Linked DNA regions of Mus musculus: all the other regions are linked to region 2. Evidence: chromatin contacts called from public HiCAR-type, HiChIP or PLAC-seq and Micro-C data. All regions are on one chromosome and are shown on one strand. Each heading gives the region's core, a stretch centred on a gene start, on an enhancer-like site or on the middle of the called end of the contact. The rest is flanking DNA. Distances are from core to core; before and after follow the strand shown. Region 1 overlaps Creb3l1 (cAMP responsive element binding protein 3-like 1). Region 2 has its middle 33 kb from the start of Gm39877. Region 3 overlaps Phf21a (PHD finger protein 21A). Region 4 holds the start of Mdk (midkine). Region 5 holds the start of Large2 (LARGE xylosyl- and glucuronyltransferase 2).

Region 1 (2,940 bases), core at 36-2,535, 160 kb before region 2:
ATCATCGTAGAACAGTAGGCTTCGGGAAGGCACTGTGGAGAAAACCAGGGTGAGCCACGGAGGCCCCTCAGGTATGTGCCCTCTGCCGGATCTGCTTCATTCACTTGCCGGGCATGAAGAGTACAGCCTCTGACATCTTACAGGCTTGACTCCTCCTCCTAGCCCTGAGGATCCCTGGCTATGTGATTTTAGGCTAGTCACACACTCTGCTCTGATTTTGCTGGGCATCAGTTTGTTGATCTGTAAAATGGGGATAGTATAACCAACCTCACGGAGATTCAAGGATTCAATGAGTAAACGCAGTATAACAATTGAAGCTGTGCTGCTTTTTGTTTTTGTTTTTGTTTTTGTTTTTTTGCTTTTCGAGACAGGGTTTCTCTGTGTAGCCCTGGCTGTCCTGGAACTCACTCTGTAGACCAGGCTGGCCTCAAACTCAGAAATCTGCCTGCCTTTGCCTCCTAAGTGCTGGAATTAAAGGCGTGCGCCACCACGCCCCGCTCGGAGCTCACAAAAATGTAGCACTTCTGAGCAAGACAATAATGGTTTGCTTACTGGGAACTGGGACTTTTCCCTCCTTATATTAAGGACTGAACCCAGAACTTCGTAATAGCTAGGTCAAGACTCTCTCTCTCTCTCTCTCTCTCTCTCTCTCTCTCTCTCTCTCTCTCTCTCTCTCTCTCTCGTTTATATTGAGACGGGGGGGGGTCTCACTAAGTTGCTCAGGCAGGCCATTAATTAATTTTGTAGCCCGTGTAAGCCTTACACCTACGCTCTTTAGGCCTTGACCTAAGAAGCTAGGATCACACTGACAGGACCTGCTGAGAGCTGGGTTCGAATCCTCCCGTGCCACTTACTTCCTGGGAGAATTAAGGAAACCCTTTTCTTTTCTCTTCTAGGCTAGTTCCTCTGGGAAGTCAAGGGGAGAGAAAAAAAAAAAAGAATGTTTGTTGGACACCCGTGCCAGGCTTTATATAAAGCCCTTAGCTTAAAGCCAATTAAATCTCACACGAAGCCCTGGGAATGAGGTGCTTTAAGCCCCGCTTCCCAGAGCTCATCATCAAGGGTCCCCGTAAATTGGCTTCCTGGCTCCAGTCTGCTGCCTGCCTCCCAGCTTCCCCTGCAGGGTTTAATCTATGAGAATCTATGGAAAAGGCGGCCCCTGGCATTGTGTGAAGCTGCAGTCCGGAAACCAGCCCGCTCAACAAGCCACCTCCTTCCTCAGACGTGCCCTCTGCCCTGCCCTGTGCTTCACTCCCTCCAGAGGCTCATTCATGTCCTCCCTCCCCCTCCCTGGGGTTTGTACTTTAGCACAGCCCCTCCTCTTCTGTGTCTGCTTCCTCTCCTCTGTCCTTGATAGCCTTGGCCCGCCCCGCCCCGCCCCCGCGCCAGCCCCACCCCACCGCTCCATCGCAGCCCCTCTCCTCTCAGTTCTCCTCCCAGCTCCCAGCTCCTGTCCTCCCTTCTAGCCTCTCAGCCTTGCTCACCGCCCCCACCCCCACCCCCGCAGTACCCCTCCTCTCCATACACTCCCTGCTCTCCCCTCTCTCTGACCTCTCATCTGTTTCCTCTTTCTCTTCAGCCACGTAAGATTCATGTCCCTGGCATATGAAGGATGGCCTAGAAGTTCTTCCATGGGTCTACCGGAAGTGGCCTCTACCTCTGAAAGCCATGCTAATCTTTGCTGTTCCCTATACTCTTGCTGTTCGTGGCCTGTCTTTCCCCTCATGTCAGGAGCTATTCCAGAAGGCAAGGTATATGCTCACTGTAAGGATGGCAGTTTCTGGAGTCTAGAAATCAACATGAAGCCAAGATGTGCACCCTGGCTCACACAACTAGCAAATGCAGAGCCGGCTGTGACTGATTCTGAAATGAACCACACCGCACTCCATTGGGGTGGCACCCACATCACAACTACCATGCTCCCCAGGGGTAGGCACTCCCAGCAGAGTCCTGACACCTGCTGCAGGTCCCCTGTGCCTCAGCGGCTTTCTTAACACTGTCACATCAGAAATGACTGAAGACTGACACTCACTTGCTGTCCCTAGAACACTCTGCCGCCCACTAAGTCTGCCCTCTCCACATCGCTGCGCCAAAGGATCTCAGAGAGGCAAAGAATCTGGTCCTCAGGCTGGAGAGATGGCTCAGCAGGTAAGAGCACTGACTGCTCTTCCAGAGGTCCTGAGTTCAATTCCCAGCATCCACACGGTGGCTCACAACCATCTGTAATGGGATCTGATACCCTTTTCTGGTGTGGCTGAAGACAGCTACAGTGTACTTACATATAATAATAAATAAATCTTTAAAAAAAGAGTATAGAATGAGATAATGCCAACCCAAATCTCTTATAAATATTTATTTTTAATTTTTTTAATGTGTATGAATGCTTTGCCTGCCATTGTGTCTGTGTACTACCTGGGTGCTTGGTGCCTTCGGTGACAAGAATTTGGCATCTCATCCCCTGGAACTGGAGTTGCAGGTGGCTGTGAGCCACCATATGGGTGGTTAGGCACCAAACATGGGTCCTCTAAAAGAGCAGCCAGTACCAAGCCATCTATCTCTCCAGCACTCCAGACTTTTTGGAGACAGGGTCTCACTAATGTATCCCTGGCTGGTCTGGAACTCCTCATGTAGACTGGGCTGGTCTTGAACTCATAGATCCACCTGCCTCTGCCTCCAGAGTGCTGGGATTAAAGGTGTGAGTGCAGCTGATATGGCTTCTCTCTAGTAACTGGCTAACACCCAGAGTTTGGAGGTACTTACTCTGACTGGCTGCATAGACACTGTCAGCTGCGATAGGGTCTTCTTTCACAGTCATTGAGCCGGAAGAGAATGCAGGAAGGCAGGGCACAAGGGAGCCCAGCACCAGAACGAAGCACAAGGCTGCCACCTAGTAGTAGACAGAGCAGTCTATTATTAGTCGGATCTGGGGCAGGGCAGGCC
Region 2 (2,952 bases), core at 324-2,823:
GAGAAGTGGTGTGCAACCCCTGGTATTTGCCACACACAAAGCTGATACAACCCCAGGCTTATAGTGGTTTTATTTTGACTCGATTCTGATCGCCTGTTATTTTGTTATTTTCAGGCTCACCAGGTTGAGATTGGGGTTGACACATTTTATTGGGTCTGAGAGCAGAGGTGAACTTTGTTGGAGACATTTAAGCCAGTTCTGCTTAGGGATGTACAGAAAAAGCCTTGTTCCTTCCTAGGAGAAAACTTTTATATATGTATATCTTTATGTATAGGTACATACACATTTCAATACAAATGTAAGGTAGAAATTCATATGTGAGCCAGGTGTGGTGGTGCACGCCTTTTATCCCAGCACTCGGGAGGCAGAGGCAGGCGGATTTCTGAGTTCAAGGTCAGCCTGGTCTACATTGTGAGTTCCAGAACAGCCAGGGCTATACAGAGAAATCCTGTCTGGAAAAAAACAAAAATAAATAAATAAATAAAGAGTGTCCTCCCTCCATGAATTCATGTTTAAAAAAAAAAAAAAAGAAAGAAATTCATATGCTTATTATATAAGTTGGGGGGAGGGTATAGGTATACACAGTCCTTGTTATTTAAATCAACTTAATTGAGGGCTGGGGAGACAGTTCAGATGGTAAAGTATGCCATGTAAAGTATGCCTGAGGACCCAATGCCCCAGTCAGAAGGCAGGAATGAAGGCATATGTTTATAATCCCAGTACCGGGGAGTTAGAGACTGGGGCATGCTGGCCATTAGCCTCACCTAATCTCAGAACCTCAGGCTCAATAAAAGACCCTGTCGCCGGGCAGTGGTGGAACACGCCTGTTATCCCAGCATTTGGGAGGCAGAGGCAGGTGGATCTCTGAGTTCAAGAGCAGCCTGGTCTACAGAATGAGTTCCAGGAAAGCCAGGACTGTTCAGAGAAACCCTGTCTTAAAAAACAAAAAAACGAAAGAAAGAGAGAGAGAGAGAAAGAAAGAAAGAAAGAAAGAAAGAAAGGAAGGAAGGAAGGAAGGAAGGAAGGAAGGAAGGAAGAAAGACCCTGTCTCAAAACAAGGAAACAAACAAAGCAAACAAACCAGGGATAAATAAATAAATGGGGTGGGCGTGTCTACTGAGAACAGATGGCTGACCTCTGGATTCCACACCACCATGCATACGCATGTGTGCACACACGCACACTCAAAAATAAACAATTTACAAAACTATGATTTAAATTTGCTGAAATACACCAATTTGAACAACAAACTTCAAAAAAGAAGGAAAGAAACAGCAATTCATCCACATCTGAGGGTCTCAGCTGTGACCTCAGCCTCGGGGAATCAGAGGCTGGAGGATTAGGAGTCCAAGGTCAGCCTGGGCTACGTGATAAGATCCTTTTTCCTGTTTGTTTCTAAAGTCATTTAGCTCAACCAGAAACACATTCAAGACACCAAACATTTCCATCACCACAGTGTGGTCCAGCTCCCCCATTAACCTCACCAAGCCCACACGCTGGTCTACTCTGTGCAGCTGCAGACAGGTCTCACCAGTTCCAGAAGGTCACACGAGGTGCTGTTTCCCAAGTGCTCCCTTTTCTCAGCATGGTATCTTTGAGATTCTTTGAGGATGCGGCCTGTCTCCAGAGCTCCTCCTTAGGCTGCCAAGCAGTCTTTTGTCCTGCAGATCCACCACAAATTTGTTCATCCGTTTGCTTACAGGTGAATATTTGGGTGGACTCAGTTTGGGGAGATTGAAAATAATGCTACTTGGGGAAGTGCGCTAATGTTTTGTGGGCTTAATTTTCTTTGTCCTAAGTGCCTGGGCCTGGAAGTGGCAGTCATATGGAAATGGAAATAGCTTTAGAAACCAGGAAACTGTTAAGTGGTTCTATCCTGGCCAGTGTTCACTGCGGTCAGCTAGGACGTGTTTACAGCCAGGCTTGCAATGTCCCGTGGTATATGCAGACAGACTTACAGAGAGTTGTATTTACCCAACTCCACTCAGCCAGCTCTAAGGCCAGTGGACCTGCAGGAGAGAGCGGTTCTGTCTAAATCCATTCGTTAGCCTTGCTAGGTTCCCTTCCTTTCTCTCTCTCTCTCTCTCTCTCTCTCTCTCTCTCTCTCTCTCTCTCTCTCTTTCTTTCTTTCTTTTTTTTGATTTATTTTTATTTTATGTACTCACCATTGCTGTCTTCAGACACACCAGAAGAGGGCATCAGATCCCATTGCAGATAGTTGTGAGTCACCATGTGGTTGCTGGGAATTGAACTCAGGACTTCTGTAAGACAAGTCAGTGCTCTTAACCATTGAGCCATCTCTCCATCCCCAGCTTTGCCCTTTCATAATTCCTACAGCAGGTGAATATGTCTATTGATGCATTCCCAAACATAGATGTCATTGCAGCTATATTTAGAAATAGTAGGCTGGGCGGTGGTGGTGCACGCCTTTAATCCCACCACTTGGGAGGCAGAGGCAGGCGGATTTCTGAGTTCGAAGCCAGCCTGGTCTACAGAGTGAGTTCCAGGACAGCCAAGGCTTCACAAAGAAACCCTGTCTAAAAAAAAAAAAAAAAACAAACAAAACAAACAAAAAAGAAAAAAGAAAAGAAAGAGAGAGAGAAGAAAGAAAGAAAGAAAGAAAGAAAGAAAGAAAGAAAGAAAGAAAGAAAGAAAGAAAGAAAGAAAGAAAAAGTAGGAAAGTCTGGGAGAGGCAGAGGCAGGCAGATTTCTGTGAGTTCAAGGCCTGCCTTGTCTACTACATACTACATAGTAAGTTCTAGGCCAGTCAGAGCTGTATTGTGATACCTTGTCTCAACACAAAAACAAAAACACCTGGTGTGTGTGTGTGTGTGTGTGTGTGTGTGTGTGTGTGTGTGTGTGTGTGTAATAATTTACATTATCAGAACTGAATAGAGTTGTGATTCTAGGATAAGAGTTGTAGAGATTTAGGTGACCTTGTAGCATCTTGTA
Region 3 (2,788 bases), core at 37-2,536, 190 kb after region 2:
CCAGGTTAGACTTAAAGAAGATCCTGGAAAAGTGTCCTGGAGAAGAGCGAGCCTGTGGATCGTCACCATTGTGCAGAGATGTGGGTTGAGTCCTAGCAGCAAGGGGGTCTATGGAAGTGTTTACAGGCAAATACTTAACTGGATGTCTTAGAGATTCCCTCTTTTTGCTGGTAGACAACAGGTTGGAAATGGACAGGAAGCACAGGCTGGACATTAAAATGTCATGAGCTGATCTTCAGAGACTCTGCCTCTAGTCCTAGGCACTTTATATGGACTGCCTGGTTTCTTTGGGTTTTTTTTTGGGGGGGGGGGTTGTTGTTGTTGTTGTTTTTTGTCTGTCTGGTTTTTTGTTTGTTTGTTTTTGAGACAGGGTTTCTCTGTGTAGCCCTGGCTGTCCTGGAACTCACTCTGTAGACCAGGCTGGCCTTGAACTCAGAAATCCATCTGCCTCTGCCTCTGCCTCTGCCTCTGCCTCCCAAGTGTTGGGACTAAAGGCGTGTGCCACCACTGCCCAGCTGACTGCCTATTTTCTTTCTCACAACAGCTGTATGAAAGGCTTTCAGGAAAGAATCAAAGGTTTAGTTCATGTTTTTCAAACTAAAATTAATTAATGTGATATGTTGGTAGATTTCATGAAGCTTTTGTGCTTTAGAAATGTATATAGGTGTAGCAACAAGGTCTTGCTGCTGTATCAGTAGCAGCCATCACGGGATCATTTTAAATTAACCTAAACATTCAGACTTAGAAGTCTGTCATTGGCCGGGCGGCTGTGGCGCACGCCTTTAATCCCAGCACTTGGGAAGCAGAGGCAGGCGGATTTCTGAGTTCAAGGCTAACCTGGTCTGCAGAGTGAGTTCCAGGACAGCCAGGGCTACACAGAGAAACCTTGGCTCAAAAAACAAACAAACAAACAAACAAACAAACAAGAAGACTGTCATGGGCCACACTTGGTACCAGTATGCTTGGAAACACTGGAAGACTTGCTACTTCTGGTAATGCAGATTTTTTTTCTCTCTCTCTCATAGGTTCGACCCAAGCCTGTGGCCCAGAATAACATTCCTATCGCTCCAGCGCCTCCTCCCATGCTTGCAGCTCCTCAGCTTATCCAGAGGCCTGTCATGCTGACCAAGTTTACACCCACAACCCTCCCCACATCCCAGAATTCCATCCACCCTGTCCGTGTTGTCAATGGACAGACTGCAACCATAGCCAAAACGTTCCCCATGGCCCAGCTCACCAGCATTGTCATAGCTACTCCAGGGACCAGACTCCCTGGACCTCAGACTGTACAGCTTAGCAAACCAAGCCTGGAGAAACAGGTAAGGGCAGAGTGTGTCTGCACCTGCTGTGGCAATAGCCTTGCCCTTGAAACAGCAGCTGCTGGACGCTTTCTAAATACTCTTTCTCAAGTGTTCTTCATCTCAGCACCAAATCAACATCCTATCACTTTATTGTATGATAATTCACTCACATTCAAAAGAGCCTTTCTCCTGAATTAAGTTGAATTGTTTTCCCAAGGCTTCAGAGTCTTATGTAAATGTGCTCCCCCTGCTGGCTTTGATGCAGAAATTCACAGACAGGCCCCTCTGCCTCAGGGAGGAAGCACCCCATACTGGAACAGAAAATACCATGGTTACTTTACCCACTGAGAGTCCAAGTGAAGACCCAACTGGGAGCGTCACTCAGGAGCAATAAACAAAGCAGAGAAGGGATTTCATTTCAGAAACTTCCTTGATCATCACAGATGACATAGAACCAAACTGTAACTTTCTAGACTACATGTAGCAGACATTTTATTTTAGTTCAAACATTGAAGCCCTACCTTTATATTTTCTAAATTCAGATTTTTATCATAATTTAGTAAAGTTAGTAAGACTAGAGGAAAACTGGTTACCTCCAAAAATAAAACCTTGAAGGCACAAGAGCAGCCTTGGGGAGAAGGGATTTCTAACCGTCACTCTTTCCTGTCAAGAGAAAGAGCAGTGACAACAGTAGGCTTCAGAGAAAAACAGTTTTCAAGAAGTTGCTTTAACTAGCCATTGGCCTGCTGGGGCAGTCTATAATTTGGAATCCAGGAGGCTTAGGCTGCAAGATGGCTGCCACCTGCTCCCAGCCCTGGCTGCAAGCCAGGACTGCCCTCTAGCTGTAGAGCACTGAGCTCCTTGACAGGGCTTCATGGTCCCATTTCCCATCGCTAAACCTCACTTGACTTTATAAAGAAAAAGTTGTTTTGTTTTGTTTTTTTTAATTTCCATTTTATTTTTCCTTTTCCTTTTCTGATTATATAGATATAATACATGTGACTTAAGGATACAGACATCACAGAAATATAAGTTGTAGAAGATTCTCTCCCCCAACTTATGCATTTTCTGAAATATTTTACAAAATTTTACCTGTAGTAGTTAGTTACTATGAACATTTTCAATCATGTGCTTGTCTCAAACCATCAGTGTCCTGGGCTGTTTCTAATCACTCAGACTTGGTCTCTCATCCATGAGAAAATAGTCTCTGGTGAGTCTCAGTCTTCTGCCTGAGCGGGTGGCCAACCATGATTCAGAGAGCCCGGCCCCTGGTGGGGTTGTCACAGGCTGCCTTGGCCTTCTTAAACAGAAGAATCTTGCATACACACTCCCAGGCAGCAGAGTTGAATTATAAAACTTTGTGTTTAGGAAACACACAAGACAGCTCATCACCATTCCTGCAGAGCCTGCCCAAACACCAGGAAGTGCTATGAGGGCTATTCTGAAACAAATTACTAACACCAACTAAATCAGAAGTTTTTAGACTG
Region 4 (2,893 bases), core at 221-2,720, 210 kb before region 2:
AGTCCTGAAGTGCCGCTTTTTACAGGCACGAGCTACCAAGCCTGACTTTCAACTTTCTATTTTCATCTAGGATCAGAGTACTCCAAGTTCCTCACCGGGGAAATGGGCAGAGTCACCTCTGCCCTGCTGGCCTCAATAGCTGTTGGGAGTCAGGTAGCAGCATGTACCTTTGGGACAGCCTTTCCATAGTTTTAAGCGCAGAGTTAACTCCTCCCTGATCCCACCCCACCTTCCTCAGTTGACAAAGACAAGCCTTTCCCAGGAACCCAGGTCGGATGATCCAACAGAAAGAGTAGTTCCTACTTGGGCAGAGGGTTTAGCATCTCCTGAGAGTGGCCCTCAAGTGCCTGCCCATTCCTAACTTTAAGACTGCTCTGCAGAGACAGAGCATGGAGTAGCCTGGCCCACAACCCCACCATATTCGCTGACCTTTGGTCTTTGACTTGGTCTTGGAGGTGCAGGGCTTAGTCACGCGGATGGTCTCCTGGCACTGGGCATTGTACCGCGCCTTCTTCAGGGTCCCTTGGCGGGCTTTGGTGCCAGTGCTCCCATCACACGCCCCCCAGCTCTCAAACTTGTATTTGCAGTCGGCTGATGGGAGAGTGGCCCCACGGTGAGAGACAGGAGGGTTGTGGATGTCCTCCCTGCCTCCGGTTTATAAGGACATACCCTCTGGCTTCCCGCCCTCCTCCCGCGCGCCACCTCACCTCCAAATTCCTTCTTCCAGTTGCAGGGCACCTTGCAATGGACGCGCTGGGTCTGGGCCCCACAGGTACCCTCGCGGAAGCCCATGCCGCAGTCCTTGCTGCTGGGGGTGCAGGGCCCCCAGGTCCACTCCGAACACTCGCTGCCCTTCTTCACCTTCTCTACAGGGCGCAAGGAACAAAGTTAAGGACATGGCGTGCCGGACCAGCACTTGGTCACACGGCCTGCCTCACCTGCCCACCCCAGCTTTTACTCCTGAGCCCATCCTATCCCATCACCTTTTTTTTTGGCCACCGCGGACGTGACCACCAAGAGGGCAAGAAGGGCGAGAAGGAAGAAGCCTCGGTGCTGCATCCTAGGGGTAAAACCTGGGTTAGAGTTTCTCGCCTAGTCTCTTCTCCGCTAGGAACCGCGGGAAGGACCTCCCACCCTTGACTGACTTGTCCCACTTTCCAGGCCCAAAACGTCGGACCGACAAGGGGGAGACGGAGGGAGGACTTGGAACCGATGTCTCAGCGTACCCCCACCCCCACCTCAGCCCCCTTGGTGGCAGAGCAGCCGCCTGAAGGGACTGGGGCCACAGCCACTGCGTGCGCTCACTCGCTCACTGCTCGATGCTTCGCTCCCTCCCGCTCCGGCCTGTCCCGCTAAGGCCGCTAAGGCCCCTTTTGTCTCCAGAACCGGTCTGAGCCGGTCACATGGGCCCCCGCCCCTCCCCCCATCCCGTGGAAGGACCCGCCCCCTCCCCCCAAACCCGCACCTCCCCAGACCCCCCTAGTCCCCGCCTCCACTCCCGCCCCTCGCCGAGCCGGGACTCCCGCGTCTGTGCCTCTCACCTCTGATCTCTGGGTCTCTGGTCCTGGAGTTCGGTTTTACCAGTGCGCTTCTGGCTCAGGTCCCCTCGTAGCAGGCCCAGCTCTCTATCCCCTCCCCTTCCCCTGGTCTAGGCCTGTCTATACTTTTCCCTCTCGCAGCCTGTCAGCTCTCAGGTCACCACTTCGCTTGCCCACCGCGGGCCCCGGGAGTATGTCCTGGTGTCACAGGCTCGGGGCGGCCACCGCACCCGCGAACCTTCCCTTCGAGGCCCGGCTCACCTCCGGCTTGGTTTTTTTTTTTTTTTTTTTTTTTTAATCAGTTCACTCAGAGTGCAAGAAGGGTCTCTGATGTGGCAGGGAGCTGGGTACCTGGGACCTCAGATGGCTCCGGGTGAGCAAGGCTCGAGAGCCTTTTTCTAGTGCAGGTTTGGGGGAGGAGGAGGAGGGAAGGGCGTTGGGGGGGATGGGGAAGCACATAGAAATGAGTTTGGTAAATCTTGTCGCTGACAAGAGCTGTCTGAGAAGTTCCAGACCGGGCTTCCCCCGGAGGTGATAACCGCCCACCCCTGACCCTGGGGCCTCAGGCTCACCTCAAGCAGATCCCCCCCCCCCCCCCCAGTACAAGCCAGGGGGAGGGGACTGCTCCAGGGCACAGGGCCAAAAGACCAAAGAACCCAAGCCTGGCCCCCGCCCCACCTCTTTTACTTTCATTGTTATCATCCCTGCAGGAGCGGGAAAATCAGCTCCGCCCCAGGCGCTGTGAGCCTAAGGCCCTAGGCAGAGGTCAGGATCGGGGCAGACCCATCTCCCGAAGTGATCTGAGATGTTGGTGGCCATTTCCCCGACCCCAAGGATTACCCAGCACACACCATTGCTCATGTGAGTCCCCCACAACAAGAAAAAAAGAAAACAAGAAAGGAAAAAAAATTCACTTTACTGAGTCACACCCAGCTGTAAACAAGTCACCGTGGGAGCCCCACCCCCCACCCCAGGCCATACAGTCCGAAATGAAATGGCTGGATACATGAGGAGGAAGACCAGGGTAGGTGCCAAGCAGGGCAGCGGGCAAGTGAATACAGCAGGCTCTTGAGTTTCTGGGATGCCCAGGGTGGGTGGATCAGAGAGGAGGGTTAGGTACCCAGAACCCTCCAGAGAGCCCAAAGGATCAGGTGGCTTTTGAAAGTCCTGCTGAGTGCAGGCCTCCCTGACATCGATGCTGAGCTCTGTCCAGCCCTTCCATCTGCTGTGGTGAGCTGGAGGCTGCCCTGAAGGGAGGGAACCAGCCAGCCCAGCCTGTTTCCTGTTCCCCATGAAACCAGGGACAGGTGAGAGTCCAGCTCCTTAGAGTCCAGCCCTAGATCTGAACAGCTTCT
Region 5 (2,949 bases), core at 41-2,540, 230 kb after region 2:
CTAGTAGGACAGAGTTTTTCCTCTCCCACCACCCACTGCTGAAAGGAAGAAGAAGGTGGGCCTAGCTGAGCACGAGCGCAGAGTTCTTCCTGCCTTGAGTTCTTCCGCATCATAGAAGCTGACCACCACCGCTGGCACCATCCATGTTCGGAAGAGTGTCTCCAGGATGTTTCTGGCTACGGCATCAGTTATCAGGTGGAGGTGCAGCGGATTTTTCCTTTTGGGTGGAGAAAGTTAGCCTAACATGGCTGTGCGGGAACAATACAGGATTCTCCCCACGGGAGGAAGCCCTGTCTGCTACAAGGAGCTCTTGGGAATGTTCTGGTGGCCCCCTTCATAAGAAAGGAAACTCAGAACAGTGGGGCTTTGTTACGGGCAGGTTTTTGACCCTCATCCAGGCCTGTCTGTACCTGTAGAATAGCAGGGACTTCGTTAGGGTAATAATCTCTCGGCTGGAGTTGTATCCCGCACACACGATAGCCACATGCAACATCTGGGGAGGGGACACCTAGGTCAGCAGCGGCCCTCAACTTCTACTAGCTAGCTTAGCCATCCTGGTCTAGAACAGTGTAGCCCCACCTGGCATCCGAGCGGAGGTGGGGATGGGGAGAAGGGGTGCCTAGATGCAACGCCTCAATTTCATAAGTGAGGAATTAGAACAGGAGTGGGGGGCGTGCGTTGCAAGCGTCCTCTGGTATCCCAGCTGGGTAGCTACATGTCAGGTGCTGTGGTTCCCACAAATGCCCAGATGGTTGGACTGGCCAGGAACCTCGGGGATGGCAGCACTTGGCACAACTACCTCGCACTTGGGTGGCAGTAGAAGCTGCGGGCTGGAGGCGGAGAGGTTGCGACTCCTGTACGGGTCTTCATCGAGGGTAGCAGTTGTGCCCAGTCCATCTGAAAAGACACGTGGCGTGAGCAGGCAGCGGTCACACAGGGTCCCTTCTTCCCCTGCCCAGCTCCGGCGCTTACAATCCGGGTCCCGGCCGAACAGGAAGAAGCCAACCACTAGCAACAGCAGCAGCAGCAGCACGGCGGCCCCCATTGCCCGGGGGCGACCTCGGGGCAGCATGACTGTGGGACTCAGGGCGGGGCGCGACCCCGGGCTGCGGGCTCCATCACCGACCCTGCGGACCAAGGACCATAGCAAGATGAGCACTGGACCGCGGGGCCCGACGGCTACTCGCCCTGCTGTGCGCAGCAGCTGGCCTCACCTGCTCCAGTGGCTCCGGGAAGGCCCTGTTCCTCCTGCGACCGCCCTGCAGTCAGGTCCCGGTCAGAATCGCGAACTAGCCCCGCCCCCAACCTGGGCTCAGGTTTCACCTTTGCTTAGCTGAGCTGGAAGGGGCGGGGAGACCCCCGGCAGGGCCCCGCCCCTGCACCGCACGGTCTGGGAACCTTCAACCCCTTTTAGGGTGGTTTTGCACCATGGCACGGGGAGGGCTAAAGGCCTTGGGGACGGCTACCCAGGGTGGTCCTGTGCCCACTACCTGCACCCTCCTGGCTCTGGGACTCCATTCCTAAGGGGAGGAACGGATGACTCTCAAAGAATTGGCAAACACACCGCGGAAGTTTAGGAAGCTGAGGGTAGTGGGGATGGGATAGGAATGTCCGGCCCAGAGGTTAGGGACACCTGCTCAGTTCGACGACAGGAGGCTGGGCCTGCTGGGGCCACCTGTAGCCTGCAGGCGTCCTCCCTGGCCCTTAGCCCTACCCAGAAGCAGACTGGAAGATGCGGGCACTGTGCCCTTTTGAAGGCCACCTCCCCTCCTGCTGGCCAAGAGCCTCCTTGCCGCTGGGGCAGGGCCAGGCATCCCCCACTCTTGTCTAGAAAGCTGTGATTGTGCCGGGCTCCAAGGCCTGGATTTCTTCCTCCCTTTTCTCTCCACCCTTCAGCGGGCCTCCGGCACGCCTTTTGCCCTGTAGGGGTGCAGGGAGCTCTGGACTGTGAAGGAGACCCGCCACGGTCGGTTCAGCACAGACTGAATGCCAAGCCCTGAGCTAAGTGTTTGCCAAGTCTTTACTCAGGTAATCCTCACATCACCCGAAGGACACAAGATGAGATTGTCCCTGAAGAGTGAAAGGAACCTACCTATAGCCTTTGGCTACTTGCTAGGCAGGCAGCCTTTCACTGCTCCTGTAGGCTCCCAGCTGTGGCGGGTCTTCTACCTCAAGACCTGCCCCTGCCCTTCCTCCTGGAATGTAGTTTTCTCTACATCTCTTACTTATTTTCCCAGGTCCTCAAGGGAAGTTGAAGTTGCCTGTTTGTTCTGGGAGGTAGCCCCCACCTCCCACACCTCCACGCACATTCCAGGCATTCAATGTGTGTATGGAAACTGGGTGAGAACTTGGACCTGCCCTTTAAGGTAAGGGCCTCACCAGCAGCTCAAGCTGGGCCTTTTAGCGGGAAAGTCCAGTTGTATAAAGGGAGGCAGATCCATCAACAGTAGCCTGGGGCTGGCTCCCGTGATCGGAATGCCTTTCTCTGGGAGATGAGGATCAGCCTGTAGGTCTTTAGCGGTTGCTATGGAAACCGAAAGCCGCCTCTTGGACTTTTAGGAATTAAGAGAAAACCCTGGTGTGCAGGGCTTTGAGTCCCGGTGCTCCATTGTCATCCTCAGCCTGCTGTGCAGTTGGGATCTGGGTCAGGGGTGGATGAGAGTGGCCCTCAACCCAGAGCAATGGTTGTGGGAATCAAAATGTGAAGGAGCACGGAGGGTCACAGGCAGAGCCTAGACCAAGGTAATTTCATAAAGAGAGGTGAGCTGGTGGAGATACTAACTCTGTTGATCCCACTTGGGTCACTCATGTGGATCCTGTCGAAACTTCAGCACTGTGGGTGGGGTAGTGAGAGGGAAGGGCAGAAAAAATCTGCTGGACCTTCAAGAAGCCCTTTGGGAGTCTTCCAAGGAAAGGAAAGCCCAAGTGAGCCTAGTCCTTAGGAGCTGA

The links. Hi-C and Micro-C count contacts between places; a contact is called where the count stands out from the background. HiCAR-type assays count read pairs that join an accessible place to other places. HiChIP or PLAC-seq counts read pairs in DNA pulled down with a chosen protein or histone mark.
Region 1: a HiCAR-type map of embryonic stem cells shows a contact between it and region 2, with 2.0 times the contacts expected there. The contact joins two enhancer-like sites. A contact is called at or near these places in 2 of 39 promoter capture datasets (embryonic stem cells and liver), 4 of 484 Hi-C or Micro-C datasets (CD4 T cells, bone marrow-derived macrophages, embryonic stem cells and 1 more), 1 of 115 datasets of contacts at active chromatin or transcription factors (embryonic stem cells) and 1 of 9 other capture datasets (adipose tissue).
Region 3: an H3K27ac HiChIP or PLAC-seq map of embryonic stem cells shows a contact between it and region 2, with 4 times the contacts expected there. The contact joins two enhancer-like sites. A contact is called at or near these places in 2 of 484 Hi-C or Micro-C datasets (CD4 T cells and nephron progenitors), 3 of 115 datasets of contacts at active chromatin or transcription factors (all in embryonic stem cells) and 3 of 9 other capture datasets (adipose tissue, liver and macrophages).
Region 4: a contact with region 2 is called in a Micro-C map of embryonic stem cells, with 2.3 times the contacts expected there. The contact joins the promoter of Mdk here to the enhancer-like site in region 2. A contact is called at or near these places in 1 of 484 Hi-C or Micro-C datasets (embryonic stem cells), 2 of 115 datasets of contacts at active chromatin or transcription factors (embryonic stem cells and extraembryonic endoderm stem cells) and 2 of 9 other capture datasets (adipose tissue and pancreatic islet).
Region 5: an H3K4me3 HiChIP or PLAC-seq map of embryonic stem cells shows a contact between it and region 2, with 14 read pairs. The contact joins the promoter of Large2 here to the enhancer-like site in region 2. A contact is called at or near these places in 2 of 39 promoter capture datasets (the HPC-7 cell line and pre-B cells), 1 of 484 Hi-C or Micro-C datasets (embryonic stem cells), 1 of 115 datasets of contacts at active chromatin or transcription factors (embryonic stem cells) and 3 of 9 other capture datasets (adipose tissue, macrophages and pancreatic islet).

Annotation. Positions count from the first base shown.
Region 1 is chr2:91,983,401-91,986,340 of GRCm38.p6, forward strand. Creb3l1 (cAMP responsive element binding protein 3-like 1) reads right to left here. Exons shown (of 12, transcript NM_011957.2): 10 at 2,761-2,887; 11 at 1-32. Among named protein-coding and RNA genes, the nearest start is that of Dgkz, 35 kb to the left of the region's middle. Within about 2 kb of position 1,286, at least 222 of the 459 cell types and tissues checked have an H3K27ac peak or open chromatin away from gene starts, as enhancers often do. A contact at or near this core is called in embryonic stem cells, where this site is marked.
Region 2 is chr2:92,142,563-92,145,514 of GRCm38.p6, forward strand. No RefSeq gene overlaps it. Among named protein-coding and RNA genes, the nearest start is that of Gm39877, 33 kb to the right of the region's middle. Within about 2 kb of position 1,574, at least 12 of the 459 cell types and tissues checked have an H3K27ac peak or open chromatin away from gene starts, as enhancers often do. A contact at or near this core is called in embryonic stem cells and pancreatic islet, where this site is marked.
Region 3 is chr2:92,329,490-92,332,277 of GRCm38.p6, forward strand. Phf21a (PHD finger protein 21A) reads left to right here. Exons shown (of 19, transcript NM_001362829.1): 10 at 1,026-1,319. Among named protein-coding and RNA genes, the nearest start is that of Large2, 40 kb to the right of the region's middle. Within about 2 kb of position 1,287, at least 11 of the 459 cell types and tissues checked have an H3K27ac peak or open chromatin away from gene starts, as enhancers often do. A contact at or near this core is called in embryonic stem cells, where this site is marked.
Region 4 is chr2:91,930,389-91,933,281 of GRCm38.p6, forward strand. Mdk (midkine) reads right to left here and starts at 1,471. Exons shown (of 5, transcript NM_001012336.2): 1 at 1,306-1,471; 2 at 984-1,060; 3 at 708-866; 4 at 430-591. The coding sequence starts at 1,059. Dgkz (diacylglycerol kinase zeta) reads right to left here. Exons shown (of 32, transcript NM_001166597.1): 32 at 2,439-2,893. It overlaps Gm39876 (a long non-coding RNA gene), which reads left to right and starts at 1,829. Exons shown (of 2, transcript XR_866530.3): 1 at 1,829-1,911; 2 at 2,249-2,893.
Region 5 is chr2:92,369,767-92,372,715 of GRCm38.p6, forward strand. Large2 (LARGE xylosyl- and glucuronyltransferase 2) reads right to left here and starts at 1,291. Exons shown (of 15, transcript NM_172670.3): 1 at 1,215-1,291; 2 at 973-1,127; 3 at 800-897; 4 at 411-493; 5 at 94-217. The coding sequence starts at 1,072.